Linked DNA regions of Sus scrofa: region 1 is linked to region 2. The links are chromatin contacts, called in public Hi-C maps. All regions are on one chromosome and are shown on one strand. Each heading gives the region's core, a stretch centred on a gene start, on an enhancer-like site or on the middle of the called end of the contact. The rest is flanking DNA. Distances are from core to core; before and after follow the strand shown.

What was found. A called contact is a pair of places that touch in the nucleus more often than the background predicts.
Region 1: a contact with region 2 is called in a Hi-C map of liver, with 5 times the contacts expected there. The contact joins the enhancer-like site here to the promoter of TMPRSS2 in region 2. A contact is called at or near these places in 1 of 5 promoter capture datasets (liver) and 5 of 47 Hi-C or Micro-C datasets (epiblast stem cells, liver and skeletal muscle).

What each region holds. Positions count from the first base shown.
Region 1 is chr13:204,972,239-204,979,051 of Sscrofa11.1, forward strand. It overlaps LOC102160207 (a long non-coding RNA gene), which reads left to right. Exons shown (of 4, transcript XR_002338084.1): 3 at 2,012-2,126; 4 at 2,605-2,791. Among named protein-coding and RNA genes, the nearest start is that of TMPRSS2, 70 kb to the left of the region's middle. Within about 2 kb of position 4,638, at least 34 of the 83 cell types and tissues checked have an H3K27ac peak or open chromatin away from gene starts, as enhancers often do. A contact at or near this core is called in liver, where this site is marked.
Region 2 is chr13:204,900,931-204,907,438 of Sscrofa11.1, forward strand. It overlaps TMPRSS2 (transmembrane protease serine 2), which reads right to left and starts at 4,481. Exons shown (of 15, transcript XM_021071009.1): 1 at 4,460-4,481; 2 at 4,146-4,216; 3 at 972-1,200. The coding sequence starts at 4,160.

The DNA.
Region 1 (6,813 bases), core at 3,388-5,887, 71 kb after region 2:
ATCGAATGTGGCCTCCGCCCCCAGAGGCCCTACATCCTTTCACTTTCCCTTTCGGAAGCCAGCCCCTCCGCCAGGAGGCTGAGCCCAGGCTAGCCAGCTGGGTGATGAATGCACTTGGCCCAGCGCTCCAGCCAACAGCCAGCCAACCTCCAGGAGCAGAATCAGCATTTTGCTGGACTGTAGCTTACCACAGACACACGAGGGGACCCTCAGGGGACAGCAGAACCGTACAGATGACCCCAGCCTAAGTTTTGACCAGCGCAATCTACAGCTGAATAAATAACTCAGACACTAAGAACGGGGGAGGGTTGTCAGGAGGAAATAACTAACTGATACAGTCATGTTAAGTAGACATGTTAACATATCTGTCTCCAGTGTTATAGTATTCCTTATCTGGTGCCACAATCAATGATATTTCCTTGACATGTACTTTATTTTTGAGTTAACAAGACCCATCCCTCCAAATCCATGGCGTAGCATATGTAATTAGAAAAATCTCTCTGTGTGGTCAGACCTGGATGCAAGTCCTGGCTCCACGGTGCATTAACTGAGCGGACATGCCTGAAATCCGTGGGGTCAGAGCCAAAGTACAAACAGAGGCACAGGGGAGTTCCATGGTGGCTCCACAGGTTAAGAACCCAACTAGTATCCATGAGGATGTGGGTTTGATCCCTGGACTCACTCAGTAGGTTAAAGAATCCAATGTTGCCATAAGCTGCGACATGGCTTACAGACGTGGTTTGGATCTGGCATGGCTGTGGCTGTGGTGCAGGCCAGTGGCTGGAGCTCTGATTTGACCCCTAGCCTGGGAACTTACGTATGCCGAAGGTTTAGCCCTAAAAAGAAAAAAAAAAAAAAAAAAAAAAGAAAGCAGAAAACAAAAAATGGAGACACAGGTTATAGGCTGGCCCCTTGACTCTCCACCCCACCACCCCCTGCTCCCTGGCCATAAAGTCCTGCTCACAAGCCAGGGGGGGTGGAGCTGTGTCAGCACCTCTGAAGCCATGAGCTGACACTTAGGAGGAAGCTGTCTGTGACTTCAGGGGTATCAGTCTAGGATGCTGCCATCAGATCAAGTTAGGAGGGGTGCCCCACTTCAACAAGGTTTCATTTTATTTATTTATTTTATCATTTATTTATATATATATTTTTTTCTACTGTACAGCATGGTGACCCAGTTACACATACATGTATACATTCTTTTTTCTCACATTTCGAGTTCCATCACAACTGACTAGACAGAGTTCCCAGTGCTACAAGCTTTCATTTTTTTTTTTTTGTCTTTTTGCCATTTCTTGGGCCCCTCCTGTGGCATATGGAGGTTCCCAGGCTAGGGGTTGAATCGGAGCTGTAGCCAGCAGTCTACACCAGAGCCACAGCAATGCAGGATCTGAGCCGCGTCTGCAACCTACACCACAGCTCACGGCAACGCAGGATCGTTAACCAGTGAGCAAGGGTAGGGATCGAACCCGCAACCTCACGGTTCCCAGTTGATTCGTTAACCACTGAGCCACAATGGGAACTCCTACAAGGTTTCATTTTAAAAGCCAGAGGCTGGAGGGCTGTGAGAGATGGGAAGCTGGGATTCCCTTTGAGGGCATGGGGCTTTGGAGCTTGAACCAAAGCAGCATCTAACCAAGCAGGAAGGCGGCGTGGTTGGAGCTCGCAGTCCCTCAGGAGAAGGTGAGAAAGGTCCACGTGACCCTTTGCCAAGGACTCTGGCTAAGGGCATGGCCCATTGCTTGGTTTCTGGAATCCGCGGCGTGGAGCGTGTGAAGGGGCTCAGAGAAAGGCCAGGGCTGGTCGCAGCCGGAGCAGGGTTGAGGCTGGGCGAAGGTGAGGGGTCGGGCGGGAGCCTTTGGGTCCGCTGCTGAGAAGGAGAAGGAGGTGCTTGAAGCAACCTTTCCGCATGCTGCGGGGTGGTGCATCGTTGCGCCGAGGTCCTAAAGGGTTAAACAGCGTTTTCCTTTTGGCCTTTTACTGATCCTCGTCTCCCTGGCTTTCTCTGAAGACCACCTCTTGCGAAGACGGACTTCACAGAAGGAGCAGGGAGGTTCCGTTTTGGAGTTTGCACATTATTCCGACCCCCCTGGATGTCACGCCGGGATCCGGCTGCACCGTATGTTGTAAGACCTCAGCCACCGCCGCGGAGGAACTGGCCGGGAAGCGTCAGGTGTACCGGGTGAAGGGGGTGATGGGAAATTCACTGGGATGGTCTGGGAAGAGGAGAGGGCAGCTTGGATCTGGGCCGGGGTTGAGGGAGGCTGGGGTGACCGGCTGTGGGCGGGAGGGGACAGGAAGCAGCCCAGGGCGCGCGGAGATTCCACCTGGAGCAGGTGGCGCTTCATTCACTACAATGACAAGAAAGAGAAAGAGGTTTGGGGGGACATGGAGCCCCATTCTGGATCCACAGTGTCTGCTGTGATGCCCAGGAGCAGACGGGGGCCTCGGAGAGACTCAGGCCCAGCCTGGAGATTCGGACTTTTTAGCAGACACAGAAACCCCCAAAGGCCAGGCAGAACTCAGCAGCCCTGGGGGGGGGGGTCTCCTAGGACCATGGGCAATGCGGGAGTGCCCACCCCCGTGCATTCACCTCCTACACAGAGAACGAAGGTTGCCTGGAAAAGAGGGAGAGAAATGAGACCAGCGCCATCCCATCAGCACAGGTTCTCCTTGGGGACGGGCAGACGGACCCCTGCCGTTCCCATGCTTATCTAAATTTCCTGATGAAACTGGTAAATGTACTGTTTGCAGTTTCCTTTCCTTTAGAAAAAAGTCTACAGTACATCAGTATATATGTTTTAATAGCTTATGTTACTGTAGTACTCAAAATTTTTATTTATTTATTTATTTATTTATTTTTGTCTTTTTAGGGCTGCACCTGCAGCATATGGAGGTTCCCAGGCTAGGGGTCCAATCAGAGCTGTAGCCGCCGGCCTACACCAGAGCCACAGCAATGCCAGATCCGAGCCGTGTCTACGACCTACACCACAGCTCATGGCAACTTCGGATCCTTAACCCACTGAGTGAGGCCAGGGATCGAACCCACACCCTCATGGTTCCTAGTAGGATTCGTTTCCGCTGCGCCACAACAGGAACTCTTAGTACTCAGAAATTTAACAATTCCTTTATTTCATACTGTAAGGAGTCACTTATTTCTTAAAAAAAAAAAAAAAAAAAAAAAAAAAGATGCTAAGACACATCTGCTCTTCTGAGGCCCCCTGGAATGGTGGCTGGACACTGGCAGGGACTTTGTGCCCCACATTCGCTGCCGGTCTGTCATCCAGGAACGAGGCCTGATGCATGGTTTGCAGGATGGATGAACAGAGGCCAATGTTGGCCTGTTCACGGTCGGCTGGTCCCTCTAGAGGAAGCAGAAGCAGTGGGTGTGGGTTGCGGGGATGTGACTGCGAGAGCCGGCGGCTCCCTGCTCCTTTTGCCTGAAGTTCCGGATACTGTGCTGGGTCATGATTTCTGCTGTCAGGGCGATTCGTTCAGGAAACTCAACTTACGTGGTGATCAGATTTTGGGGGGCGGGTAGGTCAAGGATTTTTGACTGTCCTGCGTCAGGTCCTAGGCGGCTTTGTCCTACTCTAACCACCAGCTGCGAGCCATCCCAACAACTTAGGGGTTGTTAGGTTTGTCCCCATGAGTGCCGGGGGTTCCAGATTCCTCAGGGCAGACCCACGGGCCGTCTGGGCTTTGGGAACCCTGACCAAAAGCAGCACCTCCACATCCTAGACACGGGTAACAGAGACTAGTGCCTGGAAGAAGAGGAGTTGGGGTGACGGGGAGTCGTCTTTCAGGGCCAGGCAGAGGGCGGCAGGTGGGAGAGGGATGGAGAGGAGGGACCCTCCCAGGCAGGAGGAAAGGCAGGGAGGAGGCCAGCCTCCGTTTCTTTATCTGGGCAGTGGGCTCCTGACTGCGCCCCGGCTCCCCACTGCATGGAAGCCCTGGTCCCCTCCCTTCCCAATGAGTCATCCAGGTGCAACCAGACTCAACACCCCTGGGAGAGACCAGACGTGGGGGGGAGGGAGCCGACCGTGCAAACGCACTCTGCCTCCCACGATGAGTCAGGGAGTCTCTGGCTGGACGTTGCCCCGGGGACCGGTCAGCTTCCTCCACACCCTGTGGCCGGTGCTAACCCAGGCCCTTCCGAGAGGCGGGCATTGCATTACAGCTCACGAGGACTTTAGATCAAAGCCAAACCCCATGTCTCACTGTAAGAGGAGCTGCCCAAGCCTCTGACGTTGGAGGGAGGAGCTGTCCCCGTGCCCGGCACCGCCCAGCCCACTTGGGATACAGCCCGGATCCATCTCGGATAGCGAAGCTTAGGGAGTCAGGGAGCTGACGTCCTGCCCCGCTAGGCACCTCCAGTCCCTCATCTGGAATCATCAGGGAACAGCACCTCCCACCCCACCCCACCCACCTGAGGCTGGAGGGTGCTAGCTAGGCAGGATGACAGAAGGAGAGGCAGCAGCTGCGAAAGAGGCCGACCAGCCAGGCTGGAGTGGTGCCCGGTCCATGGAAGAACACCCCCACCCCGTCTCTGTGTCTCTGTCTCTGCCTGTCTCTCTCTGTCTGTCTCTCTGTCTCTGTCTCTGTCTCTCTTTCTCTGCATTTACGATGGTGACCAGAGAGGGCGCTCTGCTGGAGGAGGAGCACAAGGAGCCAAACCACCCAAACGCAGAGCTGCACTGGGCAGGCTGCCTGAGATCCAGCAGCCCCGTGTGTACTTTCAGGGCAGGGACGAGGCTGTGGGACACCCGCCCATGACTTCCCCGGGCAGGCCACAAAGCTCTGCCTCTGTTGACTGCCCATTGATCTTGTTCCGAGGGTTTAAAGGCTTACGGAACCCCACAGCTTTCGAAGATAAAAGCAGAGCCCAGGAAGGGCGCACAGGTAGCAGGAAGCTGGGCTGTGGCTGGACCCCAGGGCTCACAGCCCCCCAGAGGGCCACTGGGGCTGTGGCTGGACCTCCGGGCTCACCCCAGAGAGTCACCCGTCTGTCGGTGAGGAACACAAGGATGCTGTGTCCCCCTCCACCCCCATAACAACCAATTCCCCAGCCAAGAGCAGCACCTCCACGGTCCTGAAGTCTTTCTAGGTCGGAGGTGTGTTCCCGGCCGTTCCCAAGGGACCCGTACTTCCCAGGAAGTGGGGCAGGTTTGGATCCACACAGAGGAGGGAGGGGCCAGAAGCCAGAGATGAGGACATGGAGGCAGGACAGTGAGGCTCAGAGCCAGCAACCCCGGGGGCGGGGGGCGGGGCGCAGGGGGTGGGCTTTGAGGTGTCAGAAGCGGGAGGGGCTGGGCGCCTGGGCCCAGGGGTGCTCACCGCAGGAGCACCTGAGCAGGAGTCGGCGACAGGCTCATTTGGGTGCAGAGATCCTGGGCCACCACCCAAAGATGCTGCCAAGTCATCAACGGGCCCCCTCCCAGCCCCCACCCCACAGAGGCCCAGAGCTGAGCCCGGGATGGTTAGATTCAGACCCAGAAGAACCGTGGGTCCTTCTTCCAGGGTGTTCTGTCCCTGTCACCAGCTCATGTTTCAGGTTCTGTTTGCTCGACCTGGGTCCTCCACTGTCCCCAGATTCTGAGCTCGGGGCCTGTCATCCCGCCAACAATGCTGGGACAGGGAGCCCGTATCCCAGGCATGTTCAAGCAGTGAGTGCCTCTCCTGTGTGCCAAGCAGAGGAAGCCCCGTCTCCCGGCCACACAGAAGCTGCCGGGTTGTGCCCTGGGTGTGCCCTGGGCTCTGTGGCTGAGGGCCCTCGTCCCCTCAGGAGCAGGAGTTCGAGGAGCATCTGGCAGGAGAGCCTGCAAAAGGGACCACCCACCAGCGGAAACAGACAACAGTTTCCCGTGGGGCTCTGGCCACACGCAGGACCTGCCTGGGGAACACGTGCGGGTGTGGACTGGGGACTAGGGTGGGGGGGGCTGCTGAGATCAGTGAAAGCCTTGCTTTTCCTCTTGGTCCAGGGTGAGGGGCCAGGGGAGTGTGGGAACTGTGACACCCCTGTGGCCTGTGTGAGCTCCCAGGGCAGTGCCCGTGAGTCACCAGGGCTGTGTCAATATTTGCCATTTCTTTGTTGTAAGTTTTCAGCAATCCGGGGCTCTGGTTGACACGTCATGGGTAGAAGTGGGTCAGAGAAGCTGGGTCCAGAATGCTGATGCTGGGAGCGGTGTGGCTTCTCCACGGATGGTGGTGAAACCAGAGCACCCACCTGAAAACAGCGAGAAGCTGCATGAAGCGGATTAGGAACAGTGAATACCAAGTGGGGGGCCCCAGGGGGTCGCGATCCGCCCTGAGACCCTCTTCTCCATCAAGGCCCCTCCCACTCCAAAGACACCCCATCTCTTCTCTTCATGTCATGCACACTGTCCTGTATCTCTTGGTTCCCAGCAATTTTTCAGTCTGTCTGGACAGAATCTCATTTTGCCCAAACACCCCAGGGTCGGACATTCTCAATTCTCTAAGGCTACAATTGTCTTAACATTCCCGGAAAGTGGGAGATTCTAGCAGTAAGACCCTTGGCAAACCACAAAGAGAACAGGGCCTGCGGGTGCCTGCCAGCCCCTCCCCACGTGAATTTACTGCTTCTTAAAACACAGACCTCACCCCCGGGCAGAGACTCGGGTTTCCTCACTTACCCACTGGGCAGACACCATTCGTTGCCAATCCAAGGTCCATTTCCCACGTTCTAACTAACAGGACCTAATTATGTCCAAGCAAGTACCAGGCCCAGCAAAGAGTCCTCACCTCTTCAGACGCACTTGAAGCTAATGGTGGGCCCGTGACACGTCTGGCACA
Region 2 (6,508 bases), core at 3,231-5,730:
CTAGCCTAGGCCACTGCTGCACTAGTCCTGCCTGGGCAGCTCCTACCAGGTCAACTAGCCTGCGCTAAAAGTTGGGAGGGGGCAGTTCCCGTCGTGGCTCAGTGGAAATGAATCCGAATAGCATCCATGAGGATGCGGGTTCAGTCCCTGGCCTCGCTCAGTGGGTTAAGGATCCAGCGTTGCCATGGGCTGTGGTGTAGGTTGCAGATGCAGCTTGGATCTGGAGCATTGCTGTGGCTGTGGTGTAGGCTGGCAGCTGCAGCTCTGATTCGACCTCTAGCCTGAGAACCTCCATATGCCGCAGGTATGGCCCTAAAAAGCAAAAAAAAAAAAAAAAAAGTTGGGAGGGGGTGCAAGAGGAAGGGTTCTGGCAGGAAAGGAGACAAAATGAAATGCAAAGGAAACAGATGGATGAGAGGTTAAGGCGATGCGCACAGAACATGGGGCGATGCCCCGTAGCCGGCTGCGGTCTGTCTGCAAGATCTGCAAGCCAAGTGGGCGACACCCCACCCACTTCCCTCACTGAACACAAAACTCTCATCCAGCACTTGAGCAGGATGTGCGGTGTCCAGTGAGTGGTGCTCAGAGAAGGGTTAGCGCGTTTATTCCTGCAAGGGTGCCTTACCATCTGTTCAAGATGGTCGGGCCCCAAACCACAGGCAGGAGGCACGTCAGAGACACCTGGCTGGAAAGATCACCATGGGGTGGGGGTGGGGGGTGCGGGGAGCTGGTCCAGGCCAAGCTGGTCCAGAAGCATGAATGGAAGATGAGGGTCTTGGCAGCCGAGTGGTCCCCAAAGGCTCTGGGCTGCAGGCGAGCCCCAGGGCCCCCAGCTTGGACACAGAGCTGCGGAGGGAGAGGCAGGCAGGGACAGGACATCCCCAGCAGACAGAGGCGAGCCGGCACCAGAGCTCAAGAGCGAAGGCAGACCCGGAACTCGGGTTAGAGAGAGAAACACAAAAAGGTCCTACTTGAAGAGCACATCGTCCTGGATCGGGGTTTGGGCTGCCTGCTGACGACGACGGCGGGTGTGGAAGCGTGCGTCTGCACCCTCGGGGCATACTGGGGGACCGAGGGCGGGTGGTACTGAGCCGGATACGCCCCATAGGGCCTGTGGGCCCCGGGGGGCTGCGGGGGGTAGACACTTTCAGGTTGGTATCCGTGGTTTTCATAGTAAGGCCCGACACCTGGCCGCGATCCCTAAACAAGGAAAGAAAGAGACGAATGACACAAAGTCAACTTACCCTAAAGACTAAATGCCCCATCACCCTCGGGCGAGATACTGGAACAGCATCGAGCTGTAGGCTCCTTTAGAGTCTCCTTAATTACGTCCAATACAAAACTCACCTGGAAGAAATACTAACCAGCATTTCCGATTAACTGGCAATTGTTTTTCTTTGGTTTGTTTCTTTACTCTTCTTCTTTTTTCTCTTTTTTGGTCACCCTACAGCCTATGGAGTTCCTGGGCCAGGGATGGAATCCCAGCCACAGCTGTGACCTAGGCCACAGCAGTGGCAACACTGGGTCCTTCACCCACTGTGCCGGCTGGGGAATCAAACCTGCAGCCAGCATTCCAGAGACACTGCGGATGGCTTTGCACCACAGCAGGAACTCCTACTATTCATTTTTTGAAATAGAGAAAATAGCCAATACTTAGATTTAGAAACAAACTAAAGAGGAGTTCCCGTAGTGGCTCAGCAGTAATGAACCCAACTGGTATCCATGAGGACACAGGTTTGATCCCTGGCCTCACTCAGGGGGTTAAGAATCCGGCGTTGCCGTGAGCTGTGGTGTAGGTCACAGACGTGGCTCGGATTCCGTGTTGCTGTGGCTGTGGTGTAGGCTGGCAGCTGCAGTTCTGATTGGACCCCTAGCCTGGGAACCTCCGTATGCTGTGGGTACGGCCCTAAAAAGAAAAAAAAAAAGGAAAAAGAAGTCTGGGAATGAGCCAATCCCCATCCCCTGAGAATGGGCTTGGAGTAAGGAACAAGGGTACCAGAATTACAAGGAGAAAAAATAACGCCTGACATTGGTGAACTCCTCTGCAAGAGGGTCTGTACCCCTGCCCTCTCTGAGGCCTGACCCTCACCCCTAAGATGCTCCAGCTATGACCGATAGACCCATTTTGCAGACAGGAACATAAGGGACAAAGATGAAGAGATCAAGGCGTTCCCTTGGTGGTTCAGTGATTAACGATTCTAACCAGCATCCACGAGGATGCAGGTTCGATCCCCGAGGCCTCACTCAATGGGTTAAGGATCCGGCATTGCCATGAGCTGTGTGGTGTAGGTCAAGGACGCGGTTTAGATCCTGCATTGCTGTGGCTGTGGCGCAGGCCAGCAGCTTAGCTCTGGTTTGACCCTTAGCCTGGGAACCTCCATATGCCATAGGTGCAGCCCTAAAAAAAGCAAAAAAAACCCAAAATCGACCTAAAGGATCTGCCACTGAGGGAGCCGCTGGCAGATGTGCTGCCATGAGCAGCTTTGTCCAGCACGGGCCTTAGTGCTCAGCGTGTGCCTTCTGCAGCCTGTCCCAGCGAATGGAATTTCTGGGGCACAGCGTTAACACACACCCAAAGGTGGAAGGAGCACCCTGCCACAGCATCTCGCTCTCAGCTCCATCCTTCCTTCGGCTGGTTTCTGTCTTAGAATGCCTTCCCCTCCCCCTCTGCCTACTTAAGAATTGCCCGCTGGGGCCTGGCCCTCAGGAGCCCACCTTCTGACACCACGGCCCCCCCAGCCCCCCTCCCCCCAGGCCCCAGCAGCCTGCGACCTTGCGCTGCTTTGCCCTCTTATCTGTGCATCCTCCGGGCAAATGTGTTCCCACTGAGTCATTTCTCCGCTGCTCTGGGTTGAGGAGAGCCCAGGGAGGACCAGCATCCTGAGCAGAAGCAATTCGGTGCTCCGAATTTTCAGCGGGGCCCCCAGGGCAGCGCGATTAGAAAGCAATGAGCCCAGGGCGAGTTTTAATAACTCACCAACCAACGGCTCTTTCAAAAGTCCAAAGATTACACTCTAAACCAGACCGGTCACAGAAGGAAAAAACAACATGTAATCTCTAATCTAAATGGGGAACCAGAGGCAAAAAAAAAAGAGGCACGGCCGGCCTCTGGCCTGTATCTGCAGCATCTAGGAACAGGCTGTCCTCCCCAGGAGAGCTGGGGCAAGAGCGCCAGTTTGTCCCTGTGAATTCCTGTTCCGGAGACTTGAAATTTTATTTTATTTTTTTACTTTTGTCTTTTTTAGGGCCGCACCCGCAGCCTATGGAAGGTCCCAGGCCAGGGGTCGATTCAGAGCTACAGCCTACACCACAGCCACAGCAACGCCAGCTTCAAGCCTCATCTGCAACCTACGCTATAGCTCATGGCAACGCCAGATCCATAACCCACTGCGCGAGGCCTGGGATCGAACCCACATCCTCATAGATACCAGTCAGAGTCTCAACCTGCTGAGCCACCATGGAACTCCCTGAAATTTTAAGAAGATTGAGTGAAAATAAGTACTACCCAATAAAGGGGTGGGGGCGGGGGTGCCAAGGTCTATTTTCCAGAAAGAGGAGAGAGGAAATTTTTGTTATGAACTACAGTTCTTTGCTAAAGGCACTTATTCCCAGGTATAAGACGATCGGTAAGGTGCCAGGGGGAATAAAGACATTTGTCTGCGTGTGAGGCGGGGGGTGGGGGTGGGGGGCAGTTCAGGGATAGACCCAGTGTCCCATTCTGTCACCACCTTTCCCAGCCTACCAGGAAGCGAGGCCCCGCTGTGCTCTGCCAGCTGGTGGTCCATCCCGCCCTCCTTCCCCCCAGGTCTCACTCCCTTGTACCACCATCCTGCCTCTATCTGTCACCGCACCCGCTCCTGTCCCCTGCCCCACCCCCACTTGGAGCAGGAAGAGAAGCAGCCCAGGGAAGAAGCCCATCACCCACACCACCCACCGCTCCGAGACTCCCAGCCGTGCACCTGTCATGGGGCTCCCTCCGCCCCGCTCCTGCTCACCCCTAACCCCAGGAACACCTTCGCAGCACCCACAGGACACATGCGTTCCCCATGGTGGCTCCTAAAATGCTGACCAACAGGTACCGCTGGAACTAACAGAAGGCACAGGGGACAGAGGAAAGGCCAGGGAGGTAATAATTAACCACCTACTGAGTTTAAAGCCATCCTGATTTTATCAGCAGCATCAGGTACAGGTAAGTATTTGGAACTTTCAAGTTGACCTAAAAGAAAGAATGACAAGACTGTAAAATTTCCATACCGGTGAGCTGGCAGAAGATGAATCAAGAAAGAACCAGAAGGCTCTCTGGGTGAGGGCCACTTTTCTCGGGAACCAGGGCGGCTCTGCCCGTGCCCCTTAGCCTTCGCTGCAGCGTCTTTTCCTGCAGCCGCTAGTCCCAAAGGAGCCTGGGCCCCGCTTGCCTGCAGCTTGAGTTCAGGGCTTCCCGCACCCACCCAGCACCCACCAGGAGGACCAGACTTTCCCAACGTCATCTTCACCAAACGCAAAGAGAAACGGGCACAGGGACCCCGAGGAAGGAGGGCAAAGCCTGGGGTCAGCTCCTGGCAATGCCATGTCCTGAGCTGTCACCAGACAAGTGGCCTCGCCGAGTCTCGTGCAGCAGCAGATGCAGGCATCACATGGGCTTGTTCAGGAGAGGATTTAACGCCAGACACAGGCAGACACCTCACGGGCCCGGTGGCAGGTGCGGGAGTGTGTGTGCGGTGAGACTCCTTGGGCAGCAGCCCACCCCACCTCTCCCTGGTGGAGCAGGTGCCCTAGAGCTTAGTACCCGAAGGCAGCCACACCGGACTTTCCAAATAAGCCACATGGAACCGCCCCCATCTTCACAAACACATAAGTTAAAAATTCCTTAAACCACATGCTTACCCCCCAGCCATGCCGCTCGCTCCCTCAGATCCAGGAGAGAAAGAAATTCACCACCTCGCTGGGGTTTCTAAAGTAATGACGCGGAAGCTCTGGGTCGCCTTGTTTTCTGACACGTGTGCACAGTTAACCGTAACATCTAGAAAGACTGGCCACGTGAAAAGTTGATTCTACATGACTCTCCCCATCCTGAGCAAACGAGGGCTTTTTCCACTGCTCCTGGCTGCCTTGAGATAACCACACAATGCTTCGAGAAACGGCCTTTACACGCATCCATGCGAAGGCTGGTGTCCCCAGACGAAAGCTTCGATCTGGACCCATCTGGGCTGCGACCTGACCAGATCAGGACGGAACAGCTTTCATCTGTTCAGTGCCTGGCACGAGGCAGGGGCTCGAACACAGCAGGCAGCACAGCACAGCTGCTAAGCCCATGACCTCTGCGACGCGACCGTGGGTGCAAGCCCCAGCTCAGTCACGCTCTAGCTGTGACCAGGGGCAAATCGGTTCCCATGTCCAGGCCCTGGTTTTCTTGTCTGCAAGGGAAGGATGCAGGGAAAGGAGTAACAGTACCACCCGCTACAGAGCTGCTGGGGGACTGAAACGAGGCAATGGTGAGGTTCTTAGTGCCTGGCACGCAGGAAGCGCTGCATACGTTTTTGTTAATAAAATGGTCATATATATAAAATAGATACGAACAAGGCCCTACTGTACAGCACAGGGATGGCTACCCAAGGTTCTGTAATAACCTACAAGGGAGAAAAGAATGGGTATGTGTGTGTAAACGTGAAACTGATTCACTGGGCTGTGCACCTGAATCTAATACATTGTCAATCAACTATACCCCAAGACGAAAGAATTTTTTAAGTGATCATAAAGCTGATAAATGGTGAACAGCCCCCAGAAGCAGGATGGGCCCGATTGGCAGCATTTGCAGATGTGTATCAGAAAAGTGTCCTCAAGAGACTAACACGAAATCCACCAGCTCTGAAAACCCAATGGGGCCAAATGCCGCACAGCCAGCTCCCTCCTGGCGCCGCCTCTCTGACCACCAAGCAAAATTATTATTTGATGCATTACACTTAAAAAAAAAAAACGCAAACACGAATTTGCTGTAAACACAAGTATGGCTGCTTAATCTTGGGAAACCTCGTGGAACAGGTCACAAGAAAAACACACCCAATGTGTATTTACCCTTCATGTAAAGAGATAAAATAAAAGAACCAGTTTGTACTGATAGCTTTGAGATTTTTTCTTAAGATTAAAAAAAAAAAAACAGAGTCAACCCCTTTCCGGGTACGAGGGAAGAAAACTGACAGCACACAGCAGCAAGGGAGCGGCGTTCTGAAAGCACACAACATTTAAGCCTTTGAGTGGGTGTGATTATCGCAATTTAATAACCTTTCCTACCGCTGCTCTGTAAAGAGAGAGGGATCCGGACCTGACAGCAGCATAAAATCCTCTGGTCTCGGCAGGAAAAGCTCTGTGCCTTCTTCAGATTAGTCTCAGGGGACTCCTGCCCCAGGGAACAGTCTCGTCTCTCTGGTTTCTCTGCCCTCTGTGGCTTCGCGCCATCTCCCCAGTTAGAGGTTTGGTTGAAGTTTCAGGAAATGAACATTCGATCCCACTG